Linked DNA regions of Mus musculus: region 2 is linked to region 1. The links are chromatin contacts, called in public Hi-C maps. All regions are on one chromosome and are shown on one strand. The core of a region is the stretch at or near the end of the contact, and the rest is flanking DNA. Distances in the headings are between cores, read along the strand shown.

Region 1 (6,357 bases), core at 1,308-3,807:
TGCTCACTGTGGCTTTACCTGACTGTTTCCCACTTAGCCCCAGCTTTGAGTATAGTTGTGATGGCCTCAGCAGCAATGATTGGTGTTCCTCTCTGAAAGGGTTGGGCGGAGAGAGGCTGGGAGGGACTGCACCCTGTCACCTTCAGAGCACAAATGCCTCTTTCTTTGGACCAAGGGTCAGACTAGAGGCCGTGGATGATAGGGACAAAGGCTCAACACATCCCTGAAGGTGTCTGGCGAGTCTTGGCCCCTCAAGCTGGGGACTAAGGTCAAAGCTCTACCTTGGAGTCTATCTTGACATAGGGGAACCTACATTGAGACCTGGCCTTCCTCATTAGCCTGGGGGTTCCATGGGAGCATCAGCTACCTGCAGTGCCCAGTACTTGAATACTGCAGGTGAAGATCAGGTAGAGTCACTGGGCCCAGGCTAGTTCTCTTCCTTTGCAGTCCCTGGCTCCACATGTCAGGAATGAATCTAAGGAGAAACTGTGGTGTGCTCTGGGTAGCTCTGTACCTACTACCATGTGGGAAAACTGAGGCACAGAGGAGACAGAGGGAGGCCCACACTGGCCCCCAAAGGTTCTTGGCTTCTAGCTCTTGAGGAACAGTGGCAGCTCTTGCTCCATCTGGTTATGAATTCTCAAGGCTTCTGCCCACAAATTACACATGTATAAAGCATCTACTGGTGGGAATGCCAGGGGCTCCTGCCAGAGGATTGACATGGAGTGTGAAGTGAGTGAGGGGCTAACTGCTAGGGAGTCAGCACAGGGTCGGGGCGGGGGGGGGGCGGGGAGGAATGCACAGCCTGGACAGAGGTGTGTGGGTGAAACCAAGCCTGTGCACTGAGCAGAGAGAGCCTGAGGTTCTCGAGGCGGGAAACGGGATAGGACAGTGGGGAGAGGAGAGGCTGAGGGGCTGTGGCAGTAGACCCTGTGCTGGCTAAGGGTGTGGATTTCTTTCAGAGAGGACCTAGTATGTGAGGAGCCTCTGGGGAAGACCAGGTGGGAGGGGAGGGAGGAAGACCACAGAATGGTCAGGAACTAGGAATAGGTGGCTGGCACATTCTGCAGTCAATGTCGCCCTCTCTTGGTCACACTGGCTATCGACTAGGGTTTCTTAATGCCCAGGTTGGATGGCAGGATTTCCTATCTAACTAGTGTCCTGGGAACAACTGCCCAGACAGAAAGTGCCTCCCCTTTTTGAGCAGATCAGGATACGTGACTCCAGATACATTCAGTGGGTGAACCCCCTTCAGAACACTGACCCAAATCCCCAGGAGGCTCTGATCTAAGTCCAGCTATGGGATACAGGAAGAAGAAGAGGGGCTGGCCCTTACACAGTGGCCCTGGGAATAGATGGGGTCAGGGTGGCTGTGGATACTCTCATGGGTTCAGGTCCCAAAGTGAGTCCTGGAGGCTGAGGTAGGGTGGATGTTTGGTCCTCTGGGCCTGCATGCGGGGTTCAGACCACATGCGCAATGGGCCAAGTTGTGGAGTCCTAGGGTGGCTTAGGGTAATGTTGAGGATGAGAGGCACTTCTCAGGCTGAGGAACCTGCTCACATTTCCATGGCCCCCACCTCCCACAGATCACCCAAAGGGGTCGTTAAGTAGGCAGAACCTCCTCCGTCCTCCTCCAGCAGGGCAAAGCCCACACTCAGGACCAGATCATGGAAGAACATCTCAGAAAAGGAGCCAAGGAGCCAGGGAGGAGGGCAGGGGTGTCAGGGACCTTGGAGCCTTCACTACCCCAGCCCTGGACCTCAAGACCCTTCATACCCCAGCCCTGGACCCCAAGGCCCTTCACTACCCCAGCCCTGGACCCCAAGGCCCTTCACTACCCCAGCCCTGGAGCCCAAGGGTCCCAGGGAACAAGTCCTGAGCCTCTGTGGCTCGGATCACAGTGTGGTGAAGAGTTGAGAGTTGGGGATTGCCTGTGTGTGTGTGTGTGTGTCTGTGTGTGTGTGTGTGTGAAAGAGAGAGAGAGAGAGAGCTTGTGCATGCGCACGCACATGGGCATATGAGTATTTGTGTGCATTGGAAACCTTAGGGGACATTTCTCAAGCACCATCCATTTTGGGGTTTTGTCTGTTTTTGTTGTTATTGGGGGTTTTGTTTGAGATGGGGGTCCTGCTATATAGCCCAGACCAAGCTGGAACTCACTACGTAGACCGTGCTATCCTTGAAATCAGAGAGCTCCACTTGTCTCTGCCTCCTGAGTGCTGGCATTAGAAGTATTTGCCACTATGCCTGGCCAACCTTATTTTCAACAAGGTCTTTCACTCGTCAAATACAGTTGGGCTGGTTGGCCTGTGAACACCACAGATTAACCGTTTCTGCCGTCCCAGTGCAGGGATTGCAAGCATATGCCACCACACCCATCCCCCCCTGCCCCCACCTGTGTCCTGGGAAACAAACTCATGTTCTTGCGAGGCAAACATTTTTACCTTTTACCCAGCTATGTTCCCAGACACTGCTTGGCCCTTTAAGAGGGCAGTTCTGCTCCTCCCCCTTGAGTGACCCTGTTGCTCAGCAACAGGAGGCAGTTGGTGTATACAATGTTCCTTAGGCAACCAGGAACCTTGCTTGGGACAGAGTGACCAGTACTGCTCCATTGATCGTGCCTGGACAATTGCCCAGTGACCCTCTCTTCATTCCGCCTCCCTTCCTGCTTAGCCAGGCAGTGGGTACCATGGCCCAAACGGGCGTGCTCCTGACCAAGGAGCCGGCCCCACAGTCAATAGATGTCTGTGAGCTTCCGCGCAAAGAATATGAAGTGGCCTGCAATACTGGCGCCTACACGTCCTCGGGTCTGGCCACCGCTGGCTTCCGCACAGCCAAATACCTGAGGGACGAGTGGTTTCAGAACTCTTATGCCCGCTACCACCAGGCCTTCGCAGACCGGGACTACTCTGAGCGGCAGCGGCATGAGAGCGGGCAGCTGGTAGCCGAGACTGGGGCACTGGCCCAGCGCACACAACTTGACTCCACAAGAAAGGTGGGAGAGCGCCTGGAGGACATGCATTGCTGGAAGTCAGAGCTGCAGCGAGAGATAGACGAGCTGTCTTCCGAGACGGACCTGATGATGGCCCAGAAGCTGCGGCTACAGCGCGCCTTGGATGCCACCTCCGTGCCTTACTCCATTGCTACTGACAACCTGCAGTGCAGAGAACGCCGCCAGCACCCAGACCTTGTCCGGGACTATGTGGAGGTGGAGCTACTGAAGGTGCAACCAGTGGCTCGGGCTCAGCGTGGGAGGCAGGCTCTGGCTCTCATAGAGATAACACAGGGCCTTAGGGTTCACACAGCACTGTGCCTATGCAGGACTCCTGATCCTTCAGATAGCGGAATTTCTACCACATCCAAGTAACTTTCTCTCTTGTGGGATTCCTTCCAGCCCATAAGATTTCAAAGACGTTCAGTCTGACTCTGAGGGGATTTTTGTTGTCGGTGGTGGTGGGCTTTGGGCTTTTTTGTTTGTCTGTTTTCCAAGACAGGATTTCTCAGTGTATCTCTGTCTGTCCTGGAACTCACTCTGTAGACCAAAGCTGGCCTCAAACTAGGAGATTTACCTGCCTCTGCCTCCCAAGTGCTGGGATTAAAGGCGTGCGCCACATTCTTCTGGCTGAGGTTGTTTTGTTTTTGGCTAAGCCAAAGGCTCCCCCGTACCACCATGCATGCCCCTTGCAGTGCTATTGGTGTTCAGGGTAGAAAGCCGGGCCAGCCAGTGTTGCATGTATGGAGGGCTTGTGGATGCCCATGGCATCTGCTCTCTCTCCCCAGAGCCCCAGAACCCCAGAGCCTGAGCTTCAATGTTCTCCTAGTATACACTATAATCCCAGTGTCAGGGAAACTGAGGAAGGAACACGAGCTCCAGGCCAGCCTGGACTACATATGAGACTCTTAAACAAACACCAAAACCCAAACTGAACCGAAAACAAACCCTGCCACGTCCCCCTCCCTTCATCGGGTACCTTTCCCTCAAACCCCAGCGCAGCTTGCTTTGGGGAGTCTTGTGTGATTATGGGGCCACTCAGCCTGGGTGCCACACAACTGGGAATTCCTCAGAGCTGGCGCCTCCTGTGGTAGCCTCAGGCCCATGGGCAAGGATGAATGATGGAGCTGGGGAATAAACCGCCAGGCTGGGGCCCCAGAGAACTCCTGTCCTACCCCTAGGCCTTGCCCACTTCGGCCAGTGGGTGCAGAGATGGGAGAGGGACCGAGGACACTGGACACTGGAGATCATGGCCCAGGTGGGTTTGAGCACAAGATAATCCTGGCACCCAGAAAATGTTGGGGTTAAAGGAAACTTAGAGTTTCCTACCTATTCTTGGTGGGAAGTGGGCAGACAGAGGGCATCTGATGTCCCGTGGGCTTGAGTTCCTCAGAGGCAGTATAGAGCTCGATATAAGGCTGGTATGCTCCTCAGGAAACTGTGGGAGTTTTGGGGATGATCCCAGAGTCTGGACAGCTGTCTTAGGTGACCCAACAGCAAAAAGATACCCTTTAGAGGAGACACTCACTTGCAACATGCTAACACTACCCGGAGTGAACGTCGCACACAAGGGCTGAACCTTTTTCTGGGGGTGGAGGGGGGACAGAGATTAAGGCAAAAAGTCAATGCTGGTGAGGTCCATACCTTGGCTCCTGCTGAGTCCCCGAGTCTCTGAGCAGGGTTGCTCAGAGAGGACCGGTCTCATTTCCAGGAAACCGAGCTGATCAGGAACATCCAGGAACTCCTGAAGAGGACGATAGGACAAGCCGTGGACCAGATACGGTGGGTCACAGCAGCCCCTGAGGGACCCGAGGGCTGGACTCTGTCCCCAAGGCTGGTCTGAGGTGGAGGCAGGACAGGTAGGGACCTGACACTGTGGCTGAGAGGTCAGAAGGCTTCCAAATCTTAGCTAGTGGAATGCAGGCTCTGCTCAGCGAATACAACCATCTCCACTTTTGCTCTGGAACCTGGGCACTGCTGGCCATGGAAGGCTGTCTGAGCACAAACTGGAGCTGAAATGGGGCCTGCTTCCCAGGGCTCCCTGGCACACAGTGAGCCCTAAACCCCGCCCCCCCCCCTCATGCCCTCCAGGCTGAACAGGGAGCATAAGGAGTCGTGTGAGATGAACTGGTCGGACAAAGTGGAAGTCTACAACATTGACGATACCTGCTCCCGCTACACCAATGAGAGCACCCAGGTGCAGTTCTATCCGCATTCCAGCAAGTTCGAGGAGAGGTAGGATTCTAGGCTCTGTAACCCGTTTGTCCCTGCCACTCTCCGCTCTACTTCCAAAATCTGAGGAAGGACTCCTGCCCCCACGAGAACCTGGCCCAGCTCTCCTGGGGAACCTCTGTCTGCTGTTGGGGTGGACTAACTGGAAAGCCCCTTACTCAAGTGCCTGGCACCCACAATTCACACAGGGCTAGTGCCCTGTGGGTGGCCTGGAAAGCGTTTCTGCTCGTGACCAGTAGAGGGCAAGCAAAGGATCTCTAGAGGCATGGGAGAACCTCGGTATATCGGTGTGAGGGAGGAATCCGGGGTACACTGGGGATCGCTGACAGTGCGGGAGTCTCTGTGTGACTACACCCTGACCAGGCCGCAACTTCCACCCTCAGTGCTTCCACGCCCGAGACGTGGGCCAAGTTCAATCACGACAACCTGCTTCGAGCCGAGCGCGAGCGGCTAGCCTCGGTTAACCTGCGGAAGTTAATTGACTGCATCTTGCGGGATACGGCCGAGGACCTGCGGCTACAGTGCGATGCAGTGAACTCGGCTTTCTCAAGCCGCTGCCAAGAGCTGGACGACTCACTCCAGAAGCTGCAGTACCACCTTCGAAAGGTGGGAGCGCAGGGCTCGCCCGCCTTTGGACACGCCCACTTGTTTGAGCACATCAGGACACGCCTACCAGCGAGCCCATCCCATGCTTAGGATACACCTACTCACATCTGTGCATGTCTCCTTCTCGTGCTCGGACCCCACTCAAGCCACGCCCATCCCTTGCCTAGGACTTGGGTTCCCTTATCCACAGGGACCAGGGTTGCTATCCACTTTGCTTAAGTCACCACTTGGCTTCAAGAGTCCTTCTGTGACCAGCTCACCCTGAAGCAGACATCCATACACTTCTGTAGATTCTCTGATTTGATGTAAAAGCAGTTTTGGGGAGTGATCTTCTGGCACCTCCACTGCTGACCAGCAGGAGCTGTGTGCTATGGGGTTGGGAAGAAGATAGTATGGGAGCAGAGAGTGGTTTTGGGGTCCTGCTTCTAAATTCCCGTTGTGGCCTATCTAGCCTCTAAGACCTGACTTTTGTAGCCAGCATTAGAGAGCAAACAGACTGCCCCGACTCATGAGACCCGCTGAGAGCC
Region 2 (6,659 bases), core at 1,120-3,619, 99 kb after region 1:
TGGGGGGATGGAAGGTGGCCAGCCGGCCCCACCAGAACTAGCATTAATGGGGCACTTTTGGAATGCTTGGCCCTGGGCACTGGACCAAGGCGAACCCACACAACCCCGTTCTTTCCCCACCACAGCCCAGTAAACGGAAGCTCACAGCCGGCCTGCCTCCAGCTTCACTTCGGCTGCTTAGCTGCTGGGACCCCACCCACCAGCCTGATTCTGAGGCTGGGGCTATTGACCCACGCTGTTGTTACTGTAGAGTGGAGGCAGATTGTGAGTAAGTCCCGGTGACGGTAGACATCTCCAGAGTGCTAGATGGAGCTAGGCAGCTCCCTCCTTTTGTACATAAGAAATAGCTACATCCAGAGGTTTTTTTTTTTTTTTTTTTTTTTTTTTTTTTACAAGGGATCGGGGAAGACCCAGCCCTCCTCAGACTGCCAACCATGGAGGGAAGACCTACCCACACTCCAGATCAGTCCTGCTATTGCCCGTCCCCCATGCTAAGGGTCCTGGAGCCCACCTGTGTGGTGGTCACTGTGATGGTGTGCCTCGCCGAGCACTGCATCAGCTTTGTACATGGGACCACCAGGGTGGTGGCCCAGTTCAGTACCAGAGTCTGAGTCGCTCCGGCCAGTCTTCACACTCTTCCTTCGCCTTGGCTGGTATTTGTAATCTGGGTGGTCTTTCTTGTGCTGCACACGGAGCCTCTCGGCCTCCTCCACAAACGGCCTCTTCTCGCTTTCACTCAGCAAGCTACAGAAAACACAGTAGAGCGAGGATGCCCACGGAGCTCCAGACTTGCCAAGGACCTAGGCAGCGCCAGCAAACACTGCTGCCTGCAGTCAGACAGTTGGAGCACAGGATAGGGTGCTGGAGAGCTCAGGATACCCTCCAAGGGGTAACCTGCCCTCCTGCTGAGAACTCCGACACCAGTGGGGCAGAGCCCAACAGTGTGGTCTAAGGACCAAGACCCCAATTCTCCATCTTTCCCGAAGTCCCCCTTTCCAGCACTATTTGCTCATCCAGTCACCCACCACTGCTACCACCGCCGCCGCTACCACCACCACCACCAATCTCTCTCAAGAAAGACAACAGGACCCAGTGAAAACTATACTTCGACAAAGGCAAGGAAGGCTTTCTGGAAACCAGCCATCCCAAGTTGCCAGGAGTGATGGAGAAACTCCGGGAGATTGTCCTCAGAGCACACACACACACACCCTGAGAATCTCTCGACCTTGAACCTCAACTTGCCGGCCAAGCTGAGAGGGCAAGACAACCTGGCTGTCCTGCTCAGCCCAGTATCACTACTACACACTGTTTCAAACTCGAATAGAGGCAGCTTGGGAGGTGGGACTGTGCAGCTGTCTTCAATAATGCCTGCCTTTCTCAGGCCAAAGTGCTCATTGAGCCTGTCACTTTCACCTGCTCTTTCCTTCCCCAATTCCAGGTTCCTGTGGCCTGGGAGCAGTACCTGCCAGAGGACTTGGACTCCTCATGGACCCCGGAGTCCCAGCTTCTGCCCAGGACAAAGCAGCTTGATGCCTACCCAATATGCCTACAGGCCGTGGTGGCCACTCGATGCTAGGATCCCCAGTTCTGCAGTTCTCAGCAGGATATCCCAGGAGAGGAGAAAGGACTGGAGGGTCACACTCCAGGCACTGGCCTCCGTCCATCTCCAAAGTCCCACACCTGGTGTCTCTGTTGACCAGACCCACCCTGGAACCAGCCCAGGAGCACAGCCCAAGCTGGGGCACGAAGTCACTCCTTTCCTCAGCCTGAGTGTCAAGAGTCCCCACACTCACCGCCACAGCTTGCCTAGGGTCTTGCTGAGCTCTGCGTTATGGAGATGCGGGTACTGGTCCGCCAGCTTGCGGCGCGCCGCCTGTGCCCACACCATGAAGGCATTCATGGGCCGCTTCACGTGTGGCTTGGCCTTGAGCGTGCCGCCACCGCCGCCGCGCACAGGCATAGGCACCAGACTCCAGTCATAACCCTTAAGCACCTGCGACACGGCATCACGGATGCAGGCTGGGAAGCGTTCGTCTGCTGCCTCAGCAGTATCCCCTCGGCCGCCGCCCCCCGCGCGGCCCAGGCCCTCTGATCCCGCGGGCGACGGTGGCGCGTCGGAGTCCGAATCCTCCACGTGTGACATGGAGCTAGCGGTGCCAGACGGGCTGCAGGGAGGCTGGGCGCGGGCCTCACTCATGTCCAGCATCGGGGCCACGCGCGGAGGGGCACTCAGTGGGGATGGACGCAGGGGTCGCGCCCGGTCACTCTGTGGAAGGACACTCTAGAATCCAAGGTTGCCACGCAGGACCCAATCTTTGTCCTCACCGCAGGGGCCCAGCAGCAGCTCCTCCGCCGCAGTAGCTCAGTCTCAGTTCTGGGACCCGCAACAAGTTTCTTTAAGCCGTGGTCGAAACCCCGCCCCTCCCGGTCCGGGTTGGCAGGTCCTCCCCAGGCGGAGCTTGTATGCCCCGCCCCGAATCCAAAGAAGCCTTGCGACCCCGCTCCACCCTCCGTACCACGTGGGCCAGGCGCCCCGCAGCCTGATCCCTCGGCTGAGGCGGGGTCAGAGGGCTAAGGGTGACTGACTGCCCAGTGCATGGATCTCAGCAGCACGGCTTGACTTTCGGGCGGCAGGCAAGGATGCTAATCCACAAGGTTCCTGAGTCCAACATCCCTCCCTCCAATGTGGGGCTCGAATCCGCTATTGCAACCAAACCCGGGTTCTGCCCGCAGGGTGGCGCAATGACAAGAGCCACCAGGTGACCCTGGTAACTCCCGCACCTAGGTGAGCTGGAGGACCCCGGGGCTAGACAGAGGTGGGAGGGCGGGGGCGCTGGGCGGGGCTGCTCTGGCAGTGACTGCTGAGTCCCTGAGGGCGGTCAGGCGGATGGAGGGGCCGGACGCGGGGGCTCGGGTCCTTCCGGGTATGACCTGTGGTGGGGGCGCGGAGGCCCTGGCGGGCGGGCCTGGGTGGTCTGGCGGAGGCGGAAACCACGCTGGGCCGCTTCTCCTCAGCGCCTAGAGAGAAGGCGGAGAGTGCTCAGGGTCGGAGAGGGGACGTTTCTCCCGAGGCGAGAGCCAAGCCTGACTCCGAACCGCGCCCGAGGTCGCCCCCGCGACTTGCCTCCCAGCCCGGAGGTCTCCAAGTGCAGCTAGGAGTCTCTCGCCAAACTCAAAGGAGGCGATGTACCTGCCACCCTAAGCTTGTCTGGGTGGCATAGAGCTGTGGCTCTCGAGAGCTCGGTAACCCTAAAGGAAGCCACCTGTTTCCCAAGCCCGTGGAGGCGGCTGCAGGGAAGAACTGTGGTCTCTAATAATCTCCATCTCCACCCAAGCCGTGAGTGGTGCCCTAACCTTCAGGTCTGGGATCCCAGCCTCCAATCAGACTTTCCCTGCAGACCTGGAAAAGGCCAGTCCTGTGCAGTGTGGCCTTAGGGCATCTACAGCTCTGGACAGAGGGAGAAGGTCCAAGTCCCTGCTTCCTGCTGAGGGGACGGCTAAGGAAGAGAAACTACCTTAATGGTGACCTTATTCTATTCTAGTTCTCTCTCTCTCTCTCTCTCTCTCTCTCTCTCTCTCTCTCTCTCTCTCTCCTCTCTGTCTCCCTCCCTCTTCCCTCTCTGTCTGTCTCTCTCTCTCTCTCTCACTGTGTGTGTGTGTGTGTGTGTGTGTGTGTGTGTGTGTTGTGTCGATGGAGAGCTAGCTGCCATTGCCTGCTGAACTCTCTCCATATTTTAACCATTACCTGCCAAGAAAGGCCCTTCCCTGCACATCTGCAGTGGCAATCCTTTCCCTTGGGGATCCCTCCACTCAGGGTCCCACCTCTTGGAAAGAAGCTGTCTTAGAGGCATAAAGAACCCTGCTAGCTAGTGCACCATCCATCCCAGCAAAAGAAGGCTTAGCGGCAGAGTTGAGAACGGAGACCAGGCCTACATCCTCTCAGGACCTGACCCCTAAGGTCTCAGGTCCCAACCCTCTGAGCCTCCATGGACCCATGCTGTCAGACCAGCAGGCCTTAACAGAGACCTCCACGTTTCTAAGAAAGCACAAACCTGAGTTTGTATTGGGCATTCCAGGTTCTCTGGGCAGCTCTTCCTGGTCCTCACCCATTGTGGATATACTCACGTCTGATCCCCAGACTGCTCGGACGATGGAAGAAAGGAGGTGGCTCTACCTACAGTTTGTATCTTCCTGTCACTTGGGCTGTTGTGACCCCCTCCCCACCCAGCACCCCCGGACAGGGCCCTGGCGGACCCTGGTGTAGTCAGCCCTTGTTATACAGGTATAGACCACTATGGGTTGTCAGGAGCTCATCCAGCTCCGCTCTGTACAAGCACTGACACGCAAGGGGTGCCCTGAGCTCTTCCAGGCTCTGTGCTCAGAATTGAGCCCAGTACAATCTGTGGGCACACAGTTAGTGCTCCAAGCCCATGCCAGGCTCATTGTTGGATCATCTTAAAAGACCAGTACACCCTCCAGGTCTTTAGACTCCTTTCAAGCCAATTGGTTCACATCCTCAGCCACCAGAGAGACCCTGAGCTGTAGCTGCTAGAAAGAACGTTATTCAGGGTGGGCTCATATCTTCTCTAGGACTGATCAAATACAGCATCATGTCAGGGCCTCCTAGGACCAAATCATCAGGACACTGCTTCATGGTCTCAGACCTGGAGTTCCTAGTATTGAGGGCAGGGAAAGAGCTAGTCCTTTCTCAAGATGCACCCAGTAGGGTAGGAGACTTTTAGAAGGATGTGATGGTTTAGCTGTGATCTGAAGCCTGCTGCTACTATAAAAGGAGAAAACAATAGTCCCTGTAGGCAGCATCATATGCAAAAGGCCCTGAAGTCCCGGACAGCGCAGGGTATTTAATAACACAGGAATCTACAGATCTTTAAAAACGTGAGTGGAAGCTATTGAAACTGCCTCTCTGTTTTACCTTGTGGGACATCGGACCTTGTCCAGGTGTGGACCAGTTCCTCCTTCTCTCTCTTTTTTCTTCCTGCCCCCACCTGCCTCCTTGGCTGCTGCTAGTTTTACCCAGGTCTAAATGACTTTTCCCTACGCCTGGGCTTCCCCATCGTCACGTGGGCTTTGCAGTTCTAGAGTGAAGATATCATTGCCTGAACTCTGTTCAGGTGCCCATTCCTGGACCAGTCTTGGAGCCTGGGAAAAGTAATGGAGTGGGCCTGTGAACCTGAGGTTGGCTTGTGTGCCCTCAGCCTTGGCCTGCTTCTCCCTCTTCCCCTGCATCCAGAGCTGTATGTCAGGCAGTTGGCAGGGCATCCCTGCATAGCCGTGGAGATTTTTAATTGCGGGCCTAAAAGAGACAAATGTGGAGGTGGTGAAGGGTGAACTCAGAGCAGAGCTCCTGTAGACTGCTGCCCTGACCACTGGGTTCCAAGAGGCCATGGGTCCTCCTAGGGATTGGACAGTTGGCGCTTTTAAAGTCTACTTGTCAATCCCAGAAGGCTGGCCTCCCAGTAACATGCTTGGGGCATTGGGCCAAGCACACTGCCTCCCACCCCCGTGGTAATCTGGAGGTCTCAGGGATACTGTTAGAATTGTCTGCAGTGGAAGCTGCAGTTGGGATCAGAGCTAGTCCCTCAATAGAATTGTCATCGATAGGGTGTCGCTATCCACCCCTCACTGCTGCTTCGTGCTCCATCCCTCAGACCTACAGGAGCAGTTTTTCTGCAGCACCACATCTGTAGCCCTGCATGCCGCTGGCTCCAGTGTTGTGTGTGTGGTCATGCTCCATCCAGCCCAGCAGCAACTTTGGTGTTTGACACCCCTCGGGAGGCACCGCTTTGGAAGAGACTGGTAACAGCAGGGTGGGACCGGCTACTTAGCTGTTCTCAGTCTGAAAGGATTCTGGAAAGGGGCTCTATTTAACCCAAGCACTGGAGTCCAACACAGCCTCTGCCGTGTGACAGGTGTGTGCGGAGCCCAAGATGTGTTGGGAACAGCTATCGTTTCTACTGCTTTGTCCCATGCCTCTGGAGCTCCTGGGTTCCTGAACTTCAAGCTGGGCCCCATCCTTCACCCTATCAGGGCCCTGGGTGGAGCTGACTTCCAACAGTATACAGTGGGTCTTGGTACTTCCTCCTTGGCATTCGACAGTTGGTGTTTTTGAAGTCAGAGCCATCCTCAGTAGGCTCCTAGGGGATCGTAAGCGGCTTTCTCTGGGTGGAAACCTACTCCATGCAGCCTTCAGCAAAGGTACCAGCATCTGTCACTGGGATGGGGAAGTCCGGTGATCGTGTCAGCATGGGCTACGGTGGACGGGGAAAGGCTCGTTCTGACACTAGACACCTGGGTCTCTAGCCCTATGCCTGGATTTGTCTGGGGAACTCTGCACCACACTGATCCTGGCTTTCCCCATTACCTGCTCCATGCCAGGATCCTACGGCTGTTGATCCCCTCGGAAGTGAGACATAATGTCCCGGAGCAGATGCTGATGGGGACTCACTGTTGGGCCACCTGATTTCTGTGTTCATCTTCCCAGGCTCCACCTTTCAGATCCCATCCCTGGTGTCTGCAGTTACAACTTTACTAACCAGAACTTTGTTTCCAGCTTACGCTGAAAAGCAAAGGGTGACTTAGAATAAAAATGTAACAAATAGCCCCATAGCCCAAACCTTTTCTGCCATGATTTACTGTAC

What was found. A called contact is a pair of places that touch in the nucleus more often than the background predicts.
Region 2: a contact with region 1 is called in a Hi-C map of stem cell-derived neural stem cells, with 1.7 times the contacts expected there. The contact joins the promoter of Sox8 here to the promoter of Tekt4 in region 1. A contact is called at or near these places in 6 of 39 promoter capture datasets (3T3-L1-derived adipocytes, cranial neural crest, embryonic stem cells and 3 more), 12 of 484 Hi-C or Micro-C datasets (the HL-1 cell line, the N1E-115 cell line, brain and 8 more), 8 of 115 datasets of contacts at active chromatin or transcription factors (astrocytes, embryonic stem cells, neural progenitor cells and 2 more) and 1 of 9 other capture datasets (adipose tissue).

The regions. Positions count from the first base shown.
Region 1 is chr17:25,469,033-25,475,389 of GRCm38.p6, forward strand. It overlaps Tekt4 (tektin 4), which reads left to right and starts at 2,558. Exons shown (of 6, transcript NM_027951.1): 1 at 2,558-3,223; 2 at 4,704-4,774; 3 at 5,084-5,227; 4 at 5,608-5,830. The coding sequence starts at 2,690.
Region 2 is chr17:25,568,317-25,574,975 of GRCm38.p6, forward strand. It overlaps Sox8 (SRY (sex determining region Y)-box 8), which reads right to left and starts at 2,370. Exons shown (of 3, transcript NM_011447.3): 1 at 1,794-2,370; 2 at 512-744. The coding sequence starts at 2,206. Cerox1 (cytoplasmic endogenous regulator of oxidative phosphorylation 1) reads left to right here and starts at 2,495. Exons shown (of 2, transcript NR_045176.1): 1 at 2,495-2,785; 2 at 5,670-6,659.